Linked DNA regions of Mus musculus: region 2 is linked to region 1. A link is a contact called in public promoter capture Hi-C data. All regions are on one chromosome and are shown on one strand. Each heading gives the region's core, a stretch centred on a gene start, on an enhancer-like site or on the middle of the called end of the contact. The rest is flanking DNA. Distances are from core to core; before and after follow the strand shown. Region 1 overlaps Capzb (capping protein (actin filament) muscle Z-line, beta). Region 2 overlaps Emc1 (ER membrane protein complex subunit 1).

Region 1 (6,291 bases), core at 1,029-3,528:
AGATTGGTGGTGGAATTGCCCCCCCCCTCCCAGGAGAAGACCTTCACTGTTGCTAATTAATTCTCTGTGCCAGCAGGCTGCTACAGGAAGTGACTATTAGACTGGATACTGTTGGTTAGTGGTCTTGGGCGTGGAGGCCAGTCTGTCTCAGTGTCACAGTGCTCTGGCTCCAGGCCAAGAGGCCTGAGTTTCCTGACTGCCTTCACTCACCTGTGAAGCCGGCACCCTTTCCCCAGGACATGAGCCTGAGTGCTCAGTGCTCCTCAGTGCTCAGTACTCCTCAGTGCTCAGTGCTCAGCAGCAGAGGCAACGCTACTTACTTCCCTTTTCTTTTGGAATTGGTTTGCTCATTGAGTTGGCCTTTTTTGTTTTGTTTTGTTTTGAATTTTAAGACAAAGTTTCTCTGTGTCCTGGAACTCACTCTGTAGACCAGGCTGTCTTGGAACTCATGGAGTGTTTCTGCCTCCTGGAGATGCCGGAAACCTGTTCCTTTCAGAGAACTCTGCCTTTCCACCAGCCTCACAGAGTGAATTCCAGGCTCCACGGAGAAATGACCCTGAGTTTTGCAGGTGGGAGCTGACGCTGCAGACAGACGCACAGCTGAGGGTGACTCGCTCGGAGGCTTTGGTTCCCACGGGCTGTGTCAGGGAAAGTCAGTCCATCCATCTATGGTGGCTAGAGAGCTAGACAGGAGCTGCGTGCAGGTTGCTAAGTTTCCTCTGGGAGAAGCACATGGAAATTCCCACTGTTGGGTCACATGTCTAGGCATCATGGGACTCTTCTAAGCCTGTCACATTGGTGTGGTTTTGATAACCTCAGGTGGGTTTGGAGACATCAGGAAATAGGGAGATGGTTCAAGTAGTTGGCTGTTCTCAGCTGCAACCTCTGTGGGACATTGGATGAGAAGGCATCAGAGAGCAGGCTGCAAGGTGCTCCGGGAGGACCTCTTGACAGCACCTGTGGACTTAGTCTGTCCTTGTCCTTCTGTCCCTCATCTCACTGCAGCGTTAGGGAACCATTGCCCGATGGCACACAGTAAGGGGGTTGTGTGCAGCAGATGTTGGCTTTCAAGTCTATCCTCCTTAGTTGATGCAGAGTGACTTGGCACCTGAAGTGACACCCCTGCTTCCTAGAGACCGTTGGCAGCCCACATGGAAAGCCTGTGTCAAGTTAGACAGGAACCAGGAAGAATGGGCCCTGGACTGCCCAGAGCGTGTCCTGGCAGAGAAGCCATGTCCTTATGCCTCGCTAAGAGTTCTGCAGTGTGAGAAGGAGGCACTGTCAAAATGGCATTGCTTCTGCATCATGCTGCTTGCTTTAAAGGGTTCGTTCTTTCTAGAGCCAAGGTAAAGCAGGGAATTATTTCTTGCACATGAGGTGGCAGGCCATTCAGGGACCTGAGCTCCTTTCTTCCTGAGAGATTACCATCTTCTAGAGACATCTGCATGATCCAAGACAGTGCTAAATGGTTCCTGGTGTGTCACATGATGTTGATTTAGTCTGTTTCAAAAGATGTCACTGACCCATCCATGACAAGTTTCAGGGACCTTCTGCCCAAGTAGATGTTGTTTTGTTTCCTCAGTAGATTTTCCATGGAAACAAATGCCACCCTGAGGATTCACTGTGTCTGGGCCACTGTCATCAGTGTGCCTCCCAGGGACAGTTATTCAGTAGAAAAATCACTTTTCATTTTATTCAACCAAAATGCGCGTTTTTCCTGAGTGACCTGACATGGAGGCTGGGTTTGCCCTTCATTCTCTCCCAAATAGCCCCCAGCACAAACTGTTCTGTGTTCCAAGGCAAAAAACAGATTCTGCTAAACAATGCTTGTTGGGTCACAAGACCATCCTGGAGGCCAGTCCTGGTCAAGTGGGACACCACAAGTCTGTGGTGAGTCAGCCCAGCCTCCAGGCGCCAGCAGCTCACCCTGTGCAGTCTGAAGTGAGTATTCACTAAACCCCTCTGGAATGTAAACTAGCTCTGCGGGCTCTGTTTATATGCAGATGCCACCAGAGTCCAGATCTGCCCAACCAGTCAGGAGAACCAGGCCCCACTTCCGCCTGGAAGTCCTAGTAGTGTGGGCTCCTGGTTCTCCCTGGAGTTAGATACACCATGTTTCAAAGGATGCCCAGACTGCATGCACTCTGAGCTTTTCAACTCCCCTCCTGTCTGTTCTGCCCATTAACTACTGACTCTGCAGCCTTCTGAGCATGCCCGAGAAGGTCCCTTGATGGTCTCTTCTGCCCAAGGCTCATCTAGTGAGACTGCCCCCCAGTGGTCATTGCAAGAAACTGTGTGCTACTGCCATCCAACAAGGTTACCCAAGATTCCCTAGTGTCTCCAAAGTTCCTCCAGAGTGGCTTCTGTGGTCATCGGCTTAGGGACACCCTGGCCCGGCTTGGGGACACCCTGGCCAGGCCATTCTGACTCAGGGGCATGTATTGGTGTCGTCAGCGGAAGCCAGACGTACTGCCAGGGCTTAGGGGCCTATCTGTCTTAGAAGGTCTGAGCTGCTTTTCCTGTGGAGAGAAGCTGCCAGTCTCATCTATCCTCAGAAGTCACTCAAGGTCAGGCTTGCTGTAGGATTGCCAAAGTAGTCACAAGACGTACCCCACTTCTGAGAAGAAAGGGCTGTGGACACATGTGAGTCCAGTGGCAGAGAGAGACTGACCAGGCGTGCTGGATAGGGCAGAGTGCCGAGTTAGGGCTGGCTTTGGGAAATCAGTCTCCTGTGATACAGGTCGGTGCCATCCCTCTGAGCTCTTCCTACACAGGGCAGTGGATTTTACAGAGTCCAGAGAAGACAGCACACAACCACATGCCTTCCCCCTGACAAGAGACAAGAGCCACAGTGATGGGGTGATGGGGCTCTAAGCCTGGTCCACGCTAAGTGAGCTGCCTGTGAGTACCGGTCACTCATTACAAGGCCCAGTCACCTCCTACTCGAGACCAGCGCTCATCCCATCTCTGTGCTGTGCTGGCCCTCAAGGCGCAGCATACGGTCTCATCATCAGCCCTTCTCTTCCTTTTAGACTGTGGAGGTGCACTGTGACCCTGCAGGGCCCCTAAGGGATGCCTCAGGTACAGACTCACACACACACACACACACACACACACACACACTCACATGTCCCTGGGAGTCCTTTGGCTATAGTAGTCCTCTGAGCTTTCTGTCCAGCTTTATCATTGCTGGGGGAGTGTGTGTGTGCAGTGTACAGCGGGGGCTTATCACAGGCCAGCGTGTGCCTGGCTCTTGGTGTGCCTGCCTTGCTCGGGAACTGATGGTGTTTACTTTGCTCATGATTTCCCCAGGAACTTTGTCTCTGTATTTAGCAGGGCAGGTTGGGCTGTGTGCAGAAGACTGGATGACACTCGGGCCCTTGTACTCTCTCCTGTGGCATTTGGTTTGCCTCTTAGTTCTCACTTAGTGGACAGTATTTTACTTGTTGCCAGGTGATTTAGGCACTTTTGTGACTTTTTTAAAGTTATGGGGAAGCTAGCAGAAGCCACCCCTCCTGCCTTGGCTGATGGACTTCAGAAGCCAGCACCCGTATCCTTTCATGCCCTCCGCTCTTGTCCCACTGCGGTTTTTTTCCTAATTGATTTTAATTTTTTTTCCCCTGCACTGTAAGCTCTGTAAAGACCAGGGACTTTGTATTCACTATTGAGCATCAAAAACAGAGCTGGTTACCTAGGCAACAATAAATAATTTTTGAATGACTAATTGAATGGGCAGAGAGCTGTGGAAGGTGCGGTGGAATGGCCTTTCTTTGGCTACTTAATTTTCATCCCATCCCATGACCACCAGTGTGGTGGGAGGGAAAGTCCAGAAAGCTGGCTTTCTGAAGGAGGGCACTTGCAAGAAGCCATTTTAGTCAAGGGCTTACAGTTTGCAGAATAAGAAGTAATTTTGGGGAAGGGCAGCCTAAGAAGATGGGTACAGGACCAAAGGTAAACTGCTGTGTCCCTGTCATGTGTTCATGCCTCAGGCCAAGTTCAGGGCCTGGCCCAAGGTTGGCACTCCATGCCCAGTTATTGACTAGTGAATCCAGAAGGGTGGTTTTATAGATAAGCAGGGCAGAGGGACCCAGCTATGCATCTGCTCTTCAGGGGAGGAAGGAAGTGTCCATTTAGGAAGCATCTCCGAGGGTATACAGGCCACAACCAGGCACAGATTGAAGTCTCACAGACATCTAGCCACAGGAAAGACCTCCTCCTCTGCTGCACCCCGTCTTCACTTGCTCCTGTGGTCTTTCTTCCTAGTGCTTTATTTATGGGGCTAGAGAGCTGGCTTAGCAATTAAGAGCACTTGTTGCTCTTCAGAAGACCTAGGTTCTAGTCCCAGAACCTGCAAGGTGACTTACAACTATCTGTAACTCCAGTTCTATGGGATCTGATGCCCTCTTCTGGCATTCATTGGCACCAGGCATGGACATAGACATACATGCAGGCAATATATTCATACACATAAAATAAATATGTATGTGTGTGTGTATGTATGTATGTATGTATGTATGCCTGCCTGCCTGTCTGCCTGTCTGCTGACTACGTAAATAACAGATTAACACAGTTTGAAGCTTCTCAGTGTGTCTTACAAGACCCAGACAATACTGTCTTCTGTTTCCTGGTGCCTGTGTAAGTCTTCCATGGTTATGAGTTCTGTATTCAGTCTTCTTAGGCTGCTGTACTAGTTTGAGGTGCACGTGCATCCATAGATAGCAGACAAGTTCATCCATACTTGTTTCTGGACCTCATGAAAGTGGGGGTGTCTCCTGGGTTGTCCACAGGGGACCCTTCCCCCCTACCCTGTTTTCTTGGTGTTCTTGATGCTGTTCCCTTCGGACCCCCAGGCTCGGTGTGACTCCTAGCGAGTGGCTCTGGTCCACTGCACTCTAATTTTAACTTTTTACGGGCTGTCAGTAGACTTTCCCATGTTGCTTCACTTACGGGAGGCATTTAGTCATTTCCTAACCTAATGAGAGTTAAACATCCTTAGCCCCAGAAAACATTTCCAGTTAGGGTGGATTGGGACAGCATAGAACCCAGTGAGATGGAGTGAGATCAGCAGGGTAGGACTGGTCTGCCAGCGCGTGCAGTCTGGCAGTCTGCAGGCAAGACCTTCTGTAGAGGCCCCTTGGGGTTGAGGAGTGGCATGCTGGGGTTTGGGGGTCTGAAGAGGCTGCCCAGAGATCAGAATGGTGCTCTTGCATGCTGGCCCTCACCATCTCCATAAGTCCCAATGTATTGGGGCTACTGTTGTAAATAAGGGTGACTTACATATGTAGACATTTTCTTCAGCATTCCGAAGAAGGTTGCTAATGACTGTTTTCAAAACCCACAAGTTTTAGGGCCCGAGTGGTCCTAGGTAAATACATGCCTGGTGTTTCTGAAGAGGGCCCTTGCTCTGACCTGGGTACTAGGAGCAAGCTCCCCTGGTCCCCCACAACTGACAAGGTTAGCTAGGCAGTTTTAGGGAAGTTGTTCTTAGGGTTGGCTGTTGAGTGGTATTGCTGACCCCTAGTCATAAGTCCTGGCAGTGTCCCTTCCTTATCCCTGTCATGACAGGCAGAAGTGTTCTCATGCGTCCTGAAACAGCAAGTCAGGTGGGGATGGTTAGTCCCACAGCGATCATCTCTAGGTGAGAAACACTAGTTCCAATGGAATCATTTAGAGTTTCCAGTCTTTGTTTCAAACTACTGTAAACTGTTAATACTCTGTAAATGCATGCTTATATGTGTACATGTGTGCATGTTCAGAGGCTGGAAGCCTTAGATGCCCTTGCACTGGAGTTGCGGCCATTTGTGAACCTCCTCACAAGGGTGCTAAGAACTGAAGCCAGGTCCTTTGCAAGAGCAGCATGCGCCCCTAACCACTGAGCCATCTCTCCAGCACCTGCCCAATCCCTTATTTGGGGGCAGGGTCTCATGTGTCTCAGGATGGTCTTGCATTCACTACATAAGTGACAATGATGGTGAACTTGTGAGCTTCTTTTCTGCCTCCCAAGTGCTAAAATTGCAGGCCATGCCACTGTGCTTGGTTTATTCTGGGTATTGAACCCAGGGCCCTGCACACACTAGGCAATTGGTCTGCCACCTAAGCATGTCTCCCACTCCAGGGGTTTCACTGTGGGTGGGCAGAAACGTGATCTGACACCTTGTGGTGGTTTGTAGCTACAGTAAGATAGGAGTATAAAACAGTGATATTGTATACGTGGGGTGTGTGTGTGTGTGTGTGCACTTGTGTGCCCGCATGCACATGCATTCGAGTGCTCCAGAAGTCAGAATTATAGAG
Region 2 (6,100 bases), core at 3,514-6,013, 140 kb after region 1:
CAACAGTCTGAACTGCTGTCCCAGGGATCCAGTACCGTCTCCTGGCTTCTAAGGGCACCAGGCATGCACGTTTGCAGTCCTCTGGTTTCACTCCCTGAGCCCTGGGAACTATGTATTGTCCACTGAGCTCTATTCCAGCTCCCTGCTTCAGCGTCTTTTGCATTTTCTCAATTAAAGAAATTACATTTATTTATTTATTTATTTATTTATTTATTTATTTATTTATTTATTTATTTATTTATTTATTTATTTGAGTGTAGGGAGGCTGAACTCTGGCTGCCAGGCTTGGCAGCAAGCACCTTTACCAGCTGAGCCAACTTACCAGGGCTAGTATCTTTCTTTTTCTTTGTTTGAGTCACAATCTCACTGTGTAGTCCTGCTTTGCTGGTGGCACTCAGGATGTAGACCAGGTATATCTTTGTTAAACAGAGACTTTCAAACTTTTTCACAGCCTTGTTTTTTGTGTGTGTATACATGTTTGTGAGAGTGTAAGTGCACATATACACGTGTTGGCTGTCATTTCTCAGGTATTGTTTTTCTTTATGGGCTCTCTCTCTGGGCTGGTGCTCACCAAGTAGGCTAGGCTGGCTGGCTGGTGCGCCTCCGGGATCTTTCTGTCTCCACCTTCCCAGTGCTGGGATTATAACGATGGTGCAGCCATCACCAGGCTTTAGCTGGGTCTGGGAATCAAACTCAGCAAGCATTTCACTGCCTTACCTGCCCATGCAGCCCGAGCTGAGTGTGTTCCTGGTCCCTCCAGTACTCATGCCTCAGTTACCACACTGCAGGTAGGCCAGCTGGAGGATGCCTCTGAGCGGCCCTGGCCTAGCTCTGTATCCCAAGCACTCTTGCTCCTCCCTAGGATCTCACTACAGAACTGAGTTGGGAGCTGACCATCCCCCCAGAAGTGCAGCGCGTCGTCAAGGTCAAGGGGAAGCGCAGCAGCGAGCACGTACACTCCCAGGGCCGGGTGATGGGGGATCGAAGTGTGCTCTACAAGGTATGATGCAGCATGCTGCCTGGCCTGGAACCCACTTTGTAGACCAGGCTATCCTTGAACTCACAGAGAGCACCCTGCCTCTGAGTCCTGAGTGTTGGTATTTAAGTCATGGACTACTGTGCCCTACTTATATAATTAATAAGTATTATGTTTTATTATATCATTGTTTTATATTGTTACATTATTTATTTTGTATATGTGGGGATGGGGCATGTACCACGGCATGTGTGAGGTACTATGTATGTATTCAGGGCTTCTGTCACGCTAGGAAAAGTACTCTACCATCAAACTGTGTGCCCAGCCTACACATATATACCTTCCTCCTCAGGATCTGGGCATTCCATAAGCTATTAGCTTCTCTCAGTGCTTGCTCTGTGGTACTCATCATTGGATGCTAGTTTTATTAATAGTATAGGTATGACTATAGTCTTCTGGGGTTTAAGGTTAATTAGTCCATCAGAAATTTCACAGAGGTTTTGTGATACTTTGTGGGTTGCAAATTATATCCCTTATAGGAGAGTGGCACACTTAATTCTCACTCAGGAGGCTGAGGCAGGAGGATTGTAAACTTGAGACTACATAGTGATATTAAAAAAAAAAAGGTAGTAGTGAGCTAGATGGCTTAGCAGACAAAGGCTCTTGCACCTGTGTTTGATCCTCAGCGCCCACATAGTGGAGGGAAAAATGGCTGCATCATAGGGCTTCTGAGAGGACTAAGGGACACACTAGGCGTTCAGTGTGGCCCCAGTCCTTGCTGAGAAGCCACACCGTGAGCTGTTTGCTCAGCAGTGCCGGGGCATCTGCCAGGTGCTGAGCTCCTTACTGGCCTCAGGCCCCAGAGCTCACAGGAGAACCAAGTACATGGCATGCTGCTGTGGTTCCTAAAGTTTGTCACTGGTTTCTCTTCCCAGAGTCTGAACCCCAACTTGCTGGCCGTGGTGACAGAGAGCACGGATGTCCACCACGAGCGCACCTTTATTGGCATCTTCCTCATTGATGGTGTCACTGGCCGCATCATCCACTCCTCCGTGCAGAAGAAGGCCAGGGGCCCTGTCCACCTTGTGCATTCAGAGAACTGGGTGGTGGTAAGGACTCACTGCACAGCTCAGGAGGTCCCCAAGTCGCATGTCCTTTCTGGAAACAGCAGCTACTTTGTGCTTTCTTAAGATTCCAGCCCCTGGCAGGCAGCACAGGGTCAGAGGGGCCTGGGAGTCAGGGTTGAGGGCGTGGGATGTTCCGCTCTTCCCATTGCCTGTAGGTCCTTGAACTGATCTTGTGAGCTCTCTGGTTGCACTGTGAAATAAGGAGAGTGGTGGTTTCCTCCGGGTTAACTCAGTCAGTGTACCTCATAAGCACCCAGAGGTTGGCTGCTGTTCCCAGAGAGCGGTGGCAGTTCCTGTGTCGTGGACAACTTTGGACAGCCTAGACAAAGCCGTTAGTGATGGAAGTTAGGAAAACTGCAACAGGAAGAAAAGCAGAGAGCAGCTGGGTCTTTTCCTCCCTGGTCTGCAGCTGCTGTGAACGGCGTTCCCTTTCCAGGTGATCTGACACTAAATCCAGATTGCCTCCCCTTCTGCTCACAGTACCAGTACTGGAATTCTAAGGCTCGGCGCAATGAGCTGACGGCCCTGGAGCTCTACGAGGGCACTGAACAGTACAATGCCACTGCCTTCAGCTCTCTAGACCGACCCCAGCTGCCCCAGGTCCTCCAGCAGTCCTACATCTTCCCCTCCTCCATCAGTGCCATGGAAGCTACCATCACCGAGAGGGGCATCACCAGCCGGCACTTGCTCAGTGAGTGTTGGGAGGACGGCTTCAGCTGAAGTGGGGCTGTGCTGTGAGGATGCTCTGCCCTGCCTGCCTTTGCTTAGTGCTGGATTTCATGAGCCACTTCCTTCCTTTGGTGCTTTCTTTCATCCCCGGTTTCATTTGTTTTAGCTACATATGTTTTTAGGTTAGTATTCGAAATAATGGGTTTCCCTTAGGCATTCTCATAGACCTATGCCATTCTTGTTCTTCTTTATGCCCTACCCCTCTGCTGGTCACTTCCCTCCCTCTGCAGAGTCCCCCTTCTACTCCATGGAGCATGGCTGTCCCCAGGCTCTCCCATCCACCCACCATCTCCTCATTTTCTTTCATGGTCCTCTTTCTACTTTTTTTTGGGGGGGGGGGTTTCGAGACAGGTTTTTCTGTATAGTACTGGCTGTCCTGGAACTCACTTTGTAGACCAGGCTGGCCTTGAACTCAGAAATCCGCCTGCCTCTGCCTCCCGAGTGCTGGGATTAAAGGCGTGCGCCACCACACCCAGCCCGCTTTCTACTTTTATGATCTTAAACACACACACACACACACACACACACACACACACACACACACACACACACACACACACGTATGAGAGAAAGTGAAACGTCTTTCTGTGCCTGACTCTTGATGTCATTCTTTATTTGAGACAGGATCTCATATTGCTCAAGGTGGCCTCCAACTCCTAATCTTCCCGCCTCCCCCCACATGAATGCTCAGCATCTTGATTTTTGGTTTGTTTGTTTTTGAGATAGGGTCTCTCCACATAGCCCTGGCTGTCCTGGAATTCACTATGTAGACAGACTGGCATCGAACCCAGTGATCCTCTCTGCCTCCCAAGTGCTGAGACAGTGTGCTCACTATGCCTGGTCCTGATGACATGTTTTAACTTCCTAAACATTTATTTTATGTGTATGGGTGTTTTGCACACATCTGTGTTCCACATCTATGCCTGGTGCTCAGGGAAGCCAGAAGAGGGCACTGGATTCACTGCAGTAGAAGTCAGAGGTAGTCACAGGTTATTGTGGGCTGCCGTGTGGAGGTAAGACTCGAGCCCTGGTCCCGGAAGGACACTAGTGCTCTAGCCACTGAGTGATCTTTCCAGTGTTCTCCAACCCCTTTGTCATTTTTTTTTAAGATTTATTTATGTATATGAGTACACTGTAGCTGTCTTCAGACACACCAGAAGGGGGCATTGCATCAGATCCCATTACAGATGGTTGTGAGCCACCATGTGGTTGCTGGGAATTGAACTCAGAACCTCTGGGAGAGCAGTCAGTGCTATTAACCGCTGAGCCAGCCCCCGCCCCGGGTCATTCTTAAACATAGCCTGTGCAGACTTGTATGGAAACCAGAGCTCACTTGGTGTAGTCTGGGATTAAGACTCAGTGGGAAACTAACAGGCTCCTGCTCAGGTTTACCGGAGACGCTTGGGGCTCTGAGCTTCTACAGGCACCTAGTGTTACTTGCTGTCAAGCAGGAGGGAACTAGCTCTGGACATTACAGGACCTTTGACCACCATTATGAAACTGCTGTTGTCCAGTGCTTGTTTCTCTGCATTCCTGGCTGCATTACCCAGCAGCCCACATGGCCTCAGGCTAACTAGACTGTGTCAAGAACCCAGTGTCTTCACGCCAGGCACAGTCACCCATGCCCATGTGTATTAGTGCTTTACTGTTTCCAGCGGTTTCATTTTGTTTTGTTTTTATTTTTTATTTTTTTGGAGACAGGGTTTCTCTGTGAAGCCCTGGCTGTCCTGGAACTCACTCTGTGGACCAGCCTGGCCTCAAACTCAGAAATTCGCCTGCCTCTGCCTCCTGCGTGCTGGGATTAAAGGTGTGCGCCACCACGCCCGGCTTTGTTTGTTTTTGATTATTTAACAGGACCTTGGTGACCTGTTTTTTCGTAACTTGAAGCTCTTTATTGTAAAGCTCTGTGTAACTGGCCTTATCCCGGATTCGGTAAATGTGAACCTTCATCTCTTCCTGTGCAGTTGGGCTGCCTTCTGGAGCAATCCTTTCCCTCCCCAAGGCCTTGCTGGATCCCCGGCGCCCAGAGATCCCAACAGAGCAAAGCAGGTGAGACACAAGGCTCTGACTATCAGGACTGAATGCATGGACAATACTAGTGCTCAGTCTGCCATGCTAGGAGCCTGCCTCTGGGAGCTGATGTTTGGGTGGGAAATGACATTAGGTAACAAGCTAAGTGAATGGTGTCACTGGTAAATGCAGAGGAAAAAGATTCTAGGAAGCTGTGAGGGTGTCAGGGATGTGTGTGGAAGAATTTGAGATGGGCTCTGGGAAGTTCTTTGATAAAGGTGATCTGAAGGTGGTTGGTTGGTGTACATTCTTGCTCTCCCAGAGGTCCTGAGTTCAATTCTCAGCAACCACATGGTGGCTTGCAACCACCTGTAATGGGATCTGATGCGATGCCCCCTTCTGGTGTGTCTGAAGATAGCGACAGTGTACAGTGAGATTATTCCAGGCAGAAGAAACAACACCACAGCCCTGGAGCCAGGCCCGTTGAGTCTAAAGGCGGGAGTAGTGAAGGGTAAAGGCGTAGGCAGGGAAGCAAGTGAGGAAGGAAAGCTAAGAGTTGTTGAATTTCTGCCTGTCTCCTCTCCTGTATCCTAAAGTCTTTTCCCTTAGGGAAACCCAGAAGGGCAGGAAGTGGGAGAAGCAGAGAGTGGGTTGAAGCAAGAGACAGGGTGGAGCTAGAAGAACCCTGTACCCTTTCTGAGAATGAACCAGACTGAGGCGGTTGTGTCAAGAGTGGGAGTTGCCAGTGGTTTAGTGTGTTCGTTTGAAAATGGCCTTTCTTCTTCTTGTGTGCAGTGCTGGCCATCTGTGTGATGTTTTCTTTCTTTGGTTTTAAGACAGCATCTCACTGTAGCCCAGGCTGGCCTAGAAATCACTGTAGCCCAGGCTGGCCTGGAACTTTGAACTTGGGACAGTTCTCCTGTCTCTGCTTCCTAAGTGCTGAGAATTGTGGGTATATGCTCCATGCCTGGCTTATGTTATGTGTTCTTAGCAAATGTAGAACAACTTAGGAGTCTGGTGCTTAACCTTATTCTCCAACCAGCCTTCCTTACAGCCCTTCCGTGTTCCTTCAGTTGCTGTATTCGTAACAACCTGACTGAAGTAGGCCTCAGAGGAAATTCAGGTTTAGTGTGTGTCCTGGGACCTGGATCCCAGGAAGGACAGCCAAGAAAGAGGTCCCTTTATAGCAGCTTTTAGAGTTCCTATCCCTACCTGTGTTTTGCAGAGAAGAGAACCTGATCCCATATTCTCCAGATGT

Evidence for each region. Capture Hi-C pulls out chosen DNA fragments and counts their contacts.
Region 2: a promoter capture Hi-C map of liver shows a contact between it and region 1. The contact joins two enhancer-like sites. A contact is called at or near these places in 2 of 115 datasets of contacts at active chromatin or transcription factors (effector CD8 T cells and memory CD8 T cells) and 2 of 9 other capture datasets (adipose tissue and liver).

What each region holds. Positions count from the first base shown.
Region 1 is chr4:139,230,738-139,237,028 of GRCm38.p6, forward strand. All of the region lies in intron 1 of Capzb (capping protein (actin filament) muscle Z-line, beta), which reads left to right. Among named protein-coding and RNA genes, the nearest start is that of Capzb, 41 kb to the left of the region's middle. Within about 2 kb of position 2,279, at least 121 of the 459 cell types and tissues checked have an H3K27ac peak or open chromatin away from gene starts, as enhancers often do. A contact at or near this core is called in liver, where this site is marked.
Region 2 is chr4:139,369,013-139,375,112 of GRCm38.p6, forward strand. It overlaps Emc1 (ER membrane protein complex subunit 1), which reads left to right. Exons shown (of 24, transcript NM_146157.4): 19 at 863-1,000; 20 at 1,912-2,085; 21 at 2,584-2,794; 22 at 4,797-4,881; 23 at 6,068-6,100. Among named protein-coding and RNA genes, the nearest start is that of Ubr4, 8.6 kb to the right of the region's middle. Within about 2 kb of position 4,764, at least 25 of the 459 cell types and tissues checked have an H3K27ac peak or open chromatin away from gene starts, as enhancers often do. A contact at or near this core is called in liver, where this site is marked.